3 separate regions of the Anas platyrhynchos genome follow, and all the other regions are linked to region 2. The links are chromatin contacts, called in public Hi-C maps. All regions are on one chromosome and are shown on one strand. Each heading gives the region's core, a stretch centred on a gene start, on an enhancer-like site or on the middle of the called end of the contact. The rest is flanking DNA. Distances are from core to core; before and after follow the strand shown.

What was found. Hi-C and Micro-C count contacts between places; a contact is called where the count stands out from the background.
Region 1: a Hi-C map of subcutaneous adipose tissue shows a contact between it and region 2, with 2.4 times the contacts expected there. The contact joins the promoter of EXTL2 here to the enhancer-like site in region 2. A contact is called at or near these places in 4 of 8 Hi-C or Micro-C datasets (liver, skeletal muscle, small yellow follicle and 1 more).
Region 3: a Hi-C map of small yellow follicle shows a contact between it and region 2, with 3 times the contacts expected there. The contact joins two enhancer-like sites. A contact is called at or near these places in 2 of 8 Hi-C or Micro-C datasets (skeletal muscle and small yellow follicle).

The regions. Positions count from the first base shown.
Region 1 is chr8:10,811,207-10,814,490 of IASCAAS_PekinDuck_T2T, reverse strand. EXTL2 (exostosin like glycosyltransferase 2) reads left to right here and starts at 1,918. Exons shown (of 5, transcript XM_005018760.6): 1 at 1,918-2,121; 2 at 3,081-3,151. The coding sequence starts at 3,147. SLC30A7 (solute carrier family 30 member 7) reads right to left here and starts at 1,914. Exons shown (of 11, transcript XM_027462589.3): 1 at 1,737-1,914; 2 at 1,545-1,646. The coding sequence starts at 1,816.
Region 2 is chr8:10,925,926-10,929,102 of IASCAAS_PekinDuck_T2T, reverse strand. No RefSeq gene overlaps it. Among named protein-coding and RNA genes, the nearest start is that of S1PR1, 17 kb to the right of the region's middle. Within about 2 kb of position 1,737, at least 3 of the 8 cell types and tissues checked have an H3K27ac peak or open chromatin away from gene starts, as enhancers often do. A contact at or near this core is called in subcutaneous adipose tissue, where this site is marked.
Region 3 is chr8:10,845,488-10,848,803 of IASCAAS_PekinDuck_T2T, reverse strand. It overlaps DPH5 (diphthamide biosynthesis 5), which reads left to right. Exons shown (of 7, transcript XM_027462593.3): 4 at 1,063-1,183; 5 at 3,263-3,302. Among named protein-coding and RNA genes, the nearest start is that of DPH5, 15 kb to the left of the region's middle. Within about 2 kb of position 1,498, at least 1 of the 8 cell types and tissues checked has an H3K27ac peak or open chromatin away from gene starts, as enhancers often do.

The sequences.
Region 1 (3,284 bases), core at 669-3,168, 110 kb after region 2:
TAGTGAGAACAGAACTCAAGATCACCTTCACCGTGCTTCTAACACAGCATCAGGCACCCAAGACAGGTGCACTGGAATAAAGAGCTGCTCCAAGATGATACCAAAACCTCCTTCGTAAGTGTTCTGTTTCTACATGTCTCATGCTGACAGCCAAAGGAGCTGTGCTCTGCAGATCTGAGAAGGGATTTTCCCTATATGGCTCCTTTTTTTCGCTTACGTATTTGTTCTTTCAAGGCATGAACCATCTGCTTTGATGGTAGGCATACCTCATTATATTCTCTGCTATTCCTCTCTACCAAAGAGAGGCTTGATAATTTTTTTTTTAAGCCCAAAAACTAGGCTTAATGTAAAAATACCTGAGATTAGTGACTTGAAATATAAACATGAGATCCAACTAATGAATATCCAGCAAATCCTAATTCTTAATCTCCAAACCTAATACGAATAAGAGAGTTCTTGCAGTTCCAGTAACCTCAATTCTTCAGTGTCACATTTCTGGCAAGTTTCACTTCAGTGTCTTTGTTTAGTTACATCAGATATGGGACCTTTTCTGTTAGATATATCATTCCTCCTCGCACTAACAAAAAATTATTATGCTTAAAACAAACCAAATACATATGAACATACAGTTGTCTATACCTGAACCATTTAGAAAAAAATCTTCCCATCTCCTGAGCTTTTCAGAAAAATACTCTTACTCAGACTACGCATACAATAGTCCACACACAATTTGCAGAAGTTTACCAACAAAGTCAAACCTTGAAGAAGAACATCTGAGACAGTCTGCAGAGTGCCAAGAGAGTCTGTGCTGCAGACAGCACTGGGTTCTCACTAGCATTACAGTAGCTGTTACTGTAAACAGTGTTAAAGACTTGATTGTACCATTTGAGAGAATTAGAAAAGTATGGTAAGTAGTAGGATGCAACTGTTTCCAAACAGACATTGCTCATTAGGACTTTTAATCAAGTGTCTGAGTAATCTGTGCCCATACTACAGCTTTTGATAAGGATCTCTGGTTCCACGCACAAGGACAAATTGCTGGGCTTAAGACATTCCCATGGCAGTCAACTGATGTGTGTATGGACTCATAAATGTCACCATAGAATAACACCTCTGTTGAGAGCAAAGCACGTGATGAAGATGCCACGTTACCTGTTCTCTACCTGTAACCCCACACAGCAGTTCCTTCACGTGTCCCGGTTATGTTTTACTACAGATTTTTTCAGCAGCAGTTTAACCAAGTCCCTCCATCTTTTACACCTCTGCGGATTTATGCTGCTTTTCTACACCTGGAGGCTTTCATTCCCGTTTCTCTCAGAGCCGGGACAGTCGGCGCAGTGCCGGTTATGCCACCCAGCACTTACAAGCTGCCATCCCCAAAGGATCCCTGTGGCAAGCGGGCAGAGCCCCCGGGGCTCCCTGCGAGGCCGGGCGCCTGTGGAGCCGCCAACCCCGCCGGGGGCTCTGGCGGAGCGGAGCCGAGCCCAGGCCCGGCCCGGCCGGCAGCAGACGTGGCAGCCTCCCTCCCCCCCCCCCGGCGGTACCTGTTGCTCCAGATGCCGTAGAGCAGCTCCACGAAGGCGAAGGAGAGGTTGAGGCAGAGGAAGAAGAAGAGGTTGCGGGAGGTCCTGTCGGCCAGGATGGACCTGCGCGGGGACACGCGGCGCGTCAGGGCGGGGGCCTCGGCCACAGCCCCGGCCTCACCCCCCCCCCCCCCCCACCTCCCCGGCCCTCACCTGAACCAGCCCGACGCCTTCCGCAGCAGGTTGAGGCGCGGCGGCTTGTACTCGTCGTCCTTGATGGAGAGGGGCAGCATGGTGCGGGGCGGTGCGGGCCGGGCACGGCGGGGCCGGGAGGGGGCCGGCGGGGCCCGGCAGCGCGGCGCAGCGCTCCCCGCCCCTCCCCAGCCCCGCTTCCGGCCCCACCGCGCCTGCGCACCCCGCGCGCTGCCGGGGCTGGCGCCGCGGCCCGGGCCCTGCAGCGGGGCCTGGCGGGACGCAGCCGGGGGGGGCCGGCCCCCTGTCAGGGTCATTTCTGTTCAAACAGCAGGGTGGAAGCGCCGCGCCTCGGCTCACCGTTCTTATTTCCCTCCGTCTGGGTCTGAAGAGGTGCTCGCTGCAGGTGGGGTATGTTTGCGGGCAGCGGCACGCTGCAGGTTCGTAACTTGGTTGGTAAAAGCGGCGGGACTGTCACGGCTGGGTGGCAGCTGGGGGAAGAGCGGTTGAGGCGCACCTTTATGTGAGGCGCACCTTTATGTGAGGCTCACCTTTCTGTGAGGCTCACCTTTATACGAGGCTCACCTTTACAAAATCACGTATGACCAAGCAGATACGGCCAAGATATGCTGGAGTTAAGAAGTGCTGAGCAGCTCCTGCTGCTCGTCCATCCTCTTTACCAGTCAGGCATGACCTGAAATGAAGCAACCAAAACCAGTGATTAATTTCTGGAAACAGCTTCAGTGACTTCGCTAGCATCACAAAATAAGTCAGGGATAAAACTGGGACTCAGACTTACGCAGCTTGCTTAGGTTGCTGTCCTGCATCTTGTGCATGCTTCCTTTTTGTGCTTACACTTGTATTTGCCTTCCCTTCTCTACCTGACAGACCAGGTAGTTCAAAAACACCAGATGTGCCTCTGATGCAATTGGTAAGCTGTGTGAAGGAAAGCTTGAAGGGGATGAGCCAGAACAGATCTGTTAGCAGGACTACTTGCTTGACTATGGTAGCCAAATGATGCATTTTAGTGGTGATTGGTAAACTTTGTAATGGAGCGTGAGGTTCTGGAGATCTGCTTGCATCTCTGCCTGACCCTAAGGACAGAATACAGAGATGTTGCCGTAGTGGGGGGGAGTGCTGTGTTTTCTTTCTAAGCAATTGGTTTAATGTAATAATTTGTTCCTGGAGATTTCATTGAAAGGCGGAGATAATTACTCAGCGAGCAATAGCAAAAGGGATTGGATAATTGCCAAGAATGTGCACATAAATTGGTAATCAACAGGAACGGTAATTTACAGAAAGATGGTGGTAGCATGTGGGCTAACTGTTGATCTTCAGTTATAGACTCCTTTTACTCTCCATCAGATTCAAGGATCACAAACGACTGTCCTGTAAAAACAACAGGGGAGAAAACAATCTTACCTGGCAACAATGAGGTAAGTTGAAGGGTTTTCTAGACTACGTAATTTATATTCGTATCTTCAAGCACAATATATGAGCTTTGGGGGGTTGGAAAAATCAAAGCTTCTGTGAAAAAACAGTCTGTCAAAAATTTTAATTGATAAGACT
Region 2 (3,177 bases), core at 488-2,987:
TACTATCTAGCTACTCAAGTTTACTTCAGTCATAGCCCCTGAAAAAGATTCATAACTTATATAGAGTGATGTGTCTTCACCAAGCACCTGGACAATTACAACAGCCAGCTATAAAGACTGAAAACTTGACTGTACTAAGAACATTCCTCTAGCTGTCTTTCCAGAAGGCAATTTAGGAACTGAAAAGTCCAGTAACATTTTTAAGTTCTTTATAGTATTTCTCCATACTCAAGTTCACTGTAGACTCCATGAACTCTATCTATATTCCACCTGTATTTTTGGCCATGTTTTCCATCAAAAATCTGTCCCTAAAATTTAAACCATGCTTCAGCATACATATGGCTACTTCTGTTCTTGTCTCTCTTTTTCTGATGCTTTCAGCTTTTTTTTAAAAGCTGGTGACCTTCTTTAGAACACAAGAAATGTGCATTGACGGCAGTGGGAAGTGTCACAGGAGAACAAGGGAACTCTACGGTCAGAGTCATTATATGAGCAGAAAGCTATTAGCTGGCCAAACAAATAGATTTATCTTGGGTCACTAAGTTCATTTAAGGTCTTTTAAATTAATCTATGCTGATCATAGTCAATGCTATAAGGAATATATGTGACACGATCAATAAATAAATAAATAAAACCTGTCTTTTTTTACCAGTAATTAATTAACCCGAAAGAATGACAGCCACCTGGGAATCTCTAAGCTTATTCAAAATTTTACCAAACGGGACTATGAAAGATCTGTTCACTCCTCTCAGCTAGACCAAAAATTAGGCACATTAATTAAAGTTGTTCTCATTAGTTGGATGTGCCTTTTCTCACTGAAGTTTTGTTTTTGTTTACAAGGAAGGAGATTCCAACAGAACACTAACAGCAAACGTTACACTTATCCATCTTTAGTTGCAGACCTTCTCTTCTGTGGATATTTGGTATATAAAATAACACAAACTGTTTTATTGTGCCTGTGTGACCTGCAAGTCACACTGTACACCTGTGCAGGTGTATATGCACACACTTCAGTATGAATTACGGCATATAGCACATGATGCTCTTACACCTTACCATGATGTTCATGGAAACGAAGCTAACATTAGCTAAGGAAATTGCCATAGCCACTGCGCTTCCCAGGCAGTTCAGAACACAGAAGTGGGCACAGTTCTGTCTCCACATGCACCCAGAGACATGTCCTTGGCATCCCACATCCTTTCCCTTTCCATTTATCTCTCTGCACTACAGACGGGATGCTGCAGACCGTGCCTTTGAGGCTTTCTCCCCATGCAGTCACAAGAAACCTTTCCATCTCTGTAGTCTGATGCTTGCACTCAGATTGCCTAGCGAGCCCTGTGTTTGGCATTCGTTACCTGTCTTCTTCAGCATCTCCCTATTCTCCCTGTCTGGCTGAAACCAAAACTTTATCAGCAATGACTGCAGGTTCCTTACAGGTCATTAACAGAAACGTTGAATGCTGTAACTTCGAGAACAGAAGCTCCAAAACTCCCCTGATAAACAACTTCAAATCCTTTCTGTGTGTACATTTGATGTTGTACCATGCTGCTTTCTTTACCAAAATACCGCATGAGACCAAGACCACACTGCAGCAGGTCCTTGCCCACCGCGTTACCGACCCTCAGCCCCGCGCCCGAGCAGGAGCAGCGCAGCCCCCGCTGCCCCCCAGTGCTTCAGGAAACGCCTCTGCCAGGGCTGCCTGCCTGCAGGGCAGCCGCTAGATGGCCGCCCAGCCCCTGCCAGAAGCCTTCATCCTACCGACACGTCTCCTCCCTCCCTCTGCACGGGGCCTGGCGGCGTGTTTGAAGAGCAGGGGGCGGCCGCCGCCTCTCAGGCCTGGCTGTGAGCGCCTGGTGCCCGAGATCCTGTCAGGGCCAGGGCGCGGGTGGTGTGAGGCGACCTGCGAGGGGGCCGAGCTCGGGAGCGAGCTCCTTCGTTGCTCGTTACCTGTTACCTAATCACAGGCGCAGTAATTAGCTGGTCTTTGTGGCTGGGCGTGTTAATGGGCCTGTTGGTAACTCAGGAAGGTCAAGCTGAGCCTTGTGTGCAGAGGAAGCACAGAGTATGTGGGAGGGTAAGGCAGGGACACAGCAGAAATGGGGGACACAGTAGCAATGGGACAAGGACCACAGGCTCCCAGGAAAACGCAGTTCTGGGGGTATGAGCATTCTCCTTGCCCCAGGATGGCAATGAACTTCCCTCCACTCCTTCCCCCTCCACCCAAAAAAAAAATAAATACGGTGTAAGCACCCCCTTTCTGGCAGTTCTGCCATACCAAGCAAGCACTTTTTCACGTGAAACGAGAAGTGGAAAAGACTCGAAGCAGAGCAAGGGGGAGATCCTGAAGCTTTTCCACTGCTGGATCCTGAAGGAGCCCCCCCAGCCCAGTCACTGTGGGGACACCGGTGTCAGCGCGCCCTAACACAATGCGGGCAGCTGACAGGACTGCAGCGGCAAGGCACAGAGCACACAGCTGCAGGAAAACACTTTCCATTGCTCGCAGCAGTCACAGCAGAATGTGATTTTGAAACAGATTTTCATGGCATAAAACAACTACAGAAAAGTTCCAGTTTGCTACGCTGCCATGAGCTGAGCCGACTGAACAAATTATCTGAAATCTTTACTGGTGAGGGGCCACAAGCAAAATGTAAAATAAGACACAGATCACTTACACTCACACAGAATTTCTTAATTTTTCTCTAGCAAGGCCTGAGAAGAACCTGTAAATCCCTAAACACAAATCCAAATAGAGCTAGGAGCACTGGTTCTGCTTTTATCAGAAAGCTGTCTCCACTGTTTTTAGCCACCTGAACTGACACTTACAACAGTGTTTGTTTGGTAAGCTGATACAACAACAGTCTGCAACATGAGGAACAACCCTGCATGCCCTCAGCACTATTGTTTGCTAACAAGGTCATATTCAGCAATTGTTGTCAAACCACTAACATACTGTCTTCACTAAGATATCATTGGTTGGTGTGCGGAACACTACCTGTTCAAGGCTGCAAGACCTTTTAGATTATTCTTTAAAATGTTATATGCATGTTCCCATACAAATAATATCCAATTAAAGACATTACAGAGGGGGAAAAAAAAAAAGTCACTTGAGATCTAGAAAAAAAAAAAAAAAAAAAAAAAAACATCTCTGAGGACTAGAAGAAAAAAAAAATCTTTGGG
Region 3 (3,316 bases), core at 249-2,748, 80 kb after region 2:
GTATGATGATGGTTTCTCTGGTAGGCTTGAGCAGGCAGAACATTGGCAAGCTGTAAAATCCATCTTGGTTGGCCCCATTCCAGAGCTGAATTGACCAAAATTGACGCATGCTTTTGCCCATTTTCAAGTTGTTTTATAAAAACTTTCAAGCCAAATTCTGCTTTAGGTTACATCTAATTTTCTGTTTTGCATCACTGGATATGACTGGCAAGAGCATTGCTTCAAATGCCTTCAGCAAGGTCAGGGATGAGTAAAGGCAGCGAGCACATTTACACAGAACCTGCTGGCAGTGTTCTTACCCTACGTGCATATAAACAATTCTGCACCTCTCTGCTTTAGGTACAATTTGTCTCTGTCTTCAGATCTCCATCTCAACTATCTCTTTAGACGGTAACTGCTTTTGCATGGCACAGCTTCTGTCTGTAGGAAGGTGCTGTTTTAATAGAAATCCTACCATGGCAGTAGAATCAAAGCTTAGGAAAACATTTTAAGTATTACAGCTTTACCAGAAGTTGCCTACCTTAACCAAAATAAGAAATAATAAATAAGAGTTTTGGTGCTAATCTTAGAGCTTTTGCCTCTAAGACAAATTTGCCTTCAGAATTAAGTAACAAAGAATAGAAGGTAGATTGAAAGTTATCATACATTGGAAAGGGAAATGCCAAGATAGGTAAAAATGTTACGGGTAGCTTATTAGTCAGTCTTTAACACGCTTTACTGCTTGGAGACTAAAAGAGCAACACGCCTATGTTACAAAGAAGAAAAAACAGTTCACTAATTACAGATTTTCTTAGAAAGAAGGGAGTGAAAAGGAATGCAGTAGAACTAATCAAGAGATAGAGTGAGAGATCTTGTTTATTTAATGCAATGTTTTGTTTTATTTATGAGAGACCAAACAAGTGTCTCATAGGAGCACTCCCAAAACTAACTTCTTCACTATGCTCAGGACTTCACAGTGTTGTCAATTTGTTGTTTTTATATTTTTTTTGTGTGCTGTACTACTAATAGCATTTTTGGAATTGACTGTGGATGTGTGTCATTGGATGTTTTTTGTTTTTACAGTTGTACAATTTTGGAGAGACGGTTTCTATAGTTTTCTGGACAGATACATGGAAGCCAGAAAGTTTTTTTGACAAGATCAAGAAGAACAGGCAGAACGGAATGCACACACTGTGCTTGCTTGGTAAGCAGCAGCTGTCCTGGTACCTTAGCTATCGTCATCACCAGGGGCCAGATACAATAGTGAAAGGCATGAGATGAAGTCTGTGATTAAACAGAGGTTAGATAACAGAGATCTTTAAAAATATACCAAAATTGGAACTCCAGTGTATGTGTACTTAGAATCAGTTCAGCCACTGTTCATGCTACGCTGCCCATGAATTTCTTAATTCCTCTTCAGAAAATCTGTAAGAAATTACACCTTTGTAGAAGTCACAGGAGCAGGAGGCCTCTGGTTGCTATAAAGATCAATGTGATGTTAAGCTACATCTAGCTCGGGATCCAGGTCAGATTGCAGTGGCTAGCAGCTGTCTTTTATTGACTTAATTAAGTTAGAGCTCAACACATTTGACTTTCAGGGAGGTGGGGTGATACTCCCTTTCCTAATTACCTCATCTGGTGGTGTTTTGGCAAAGGTGATTGTCATGTGAGAAGCTTCAGTATTGTAAAAATTCTTGCTGACCCTGGGTCTGACACAGCTCCTAGCTGAGTGCTATCCTCAGGCTCCCCCATGGTGCTGTCTGATCTTTATCCCACCCAACAATCCTAGGCTGAAAGCCATTTTCTGAGTAACTTTATTAGTCTAGGTAAATCCTTAAAGATCATGGAATTGCCAGTGTGCAAAATATATGGAGCTTATATATTTGTATATATACATACTTTTCTGTATCATCTTTCAGACACAGGTGGGAACTCTCAGTACATTAATATTTTAAGTAAAAACAAATTCTGAGGTAACTGGAGGAATCCTGAGCAGGAAACAATTTAAATGTGTAAGCATCACTGCACATCAAACTTTCCAATGCCTTGAAAGTTGTTTGTTTTCAAACTTGTCTATATACCAGAATTCTGTTAATTGTTTTAAAGAAGGATGACTTCCAAAGTGTTTGAAACAAGGATTATTCCAACAGTAATACATTAAAACTAAGTATTCTTTAGATTTTTGTATATAATTAATTCTGTGTGCTCCCTTTTTGTGTTTCATTTCTTTATGCAGTAGTAAGAGAGAAAAAAATTGGAAATAGTGAAATCAAATCTCATGCTTCAGGGACAACCATAGTACCCACCTCTCATTGTAGCTCACAGCTGAAAACTGCTAATTCCTAAGCTAATCAGTCCCTTAATGCAATTTGGTTGTTCTGGTCTGTGTATTGATTGCTTATCCAACTAGATTAGAGTACCAGGTAAGCAAATAACGATATAAAAAGATCAGTGCTGATACACTTCTGATTTCAAAGCAACTTCATTGACAGAAAAGCAATTTGGTAAACTAGGCACTAATAATCTTGGAGATTTGCATTTTAAACCACACTCTTCGGTTACCTTGGTTTAAGGGCTGATCATGAACTTAAGCAATACTTTTAAAATGTATCGTTTTCACTGATATTTTTCAGGCATTTGAATACAGATAACATTTGATGGTCTCTTGGAGAGATTGTGGGCAACTGGAGTTTCACAAAATTGCAGATGTTCAGTCTTACCTGACCTCCTTCCCTGCCTGTCCCCTCCCCCCTTTTTCCCATAAGAGAAGATTGTCTAAATTTTGATTGGGACAGGACGGAAGTGCTAACGAAAGTAGGTTCCTGCATGGGAGTGATGTAATCTCTGCCCATCAGCTGTACGGGTTTACCTTCTGTGATCACAATGTATTCATCATTTAAGAATTAATTCCCAAGAATTTAGTCCCATATACCTTGGTGTGCTTAAACATGCTAGCATTTAGTTAAATTTAGTTTATTTAGCAAATAGGCCTGCCATTTTAATACTTAGTAATTGAGTAATTTTTATTCATCTCAGCTACTTTGAAATTTGTGAAACTTGCACTACCTTTAGGTAAAATCACATGCATGAAATCACATTGCTTTCTTTGTAGTTAACATATAAAACAATGTAAGCCATATTCCGTTTTCCTGTAAAAGCTAAAATGTTGCTATAAAGTTTACAGAATTTTCTAATTAAACTAAGATTTACCTACACAGAAAGCTAACTGGGAGGTTTGTAGGGAATCTGTGCTGTATGTTACTGTTTTGTTTTTTTTCTACAGATATTAAAGTGAAGGAGCAGTCTGTGGAGAATCTAATGAAGTGAGTCACAATTT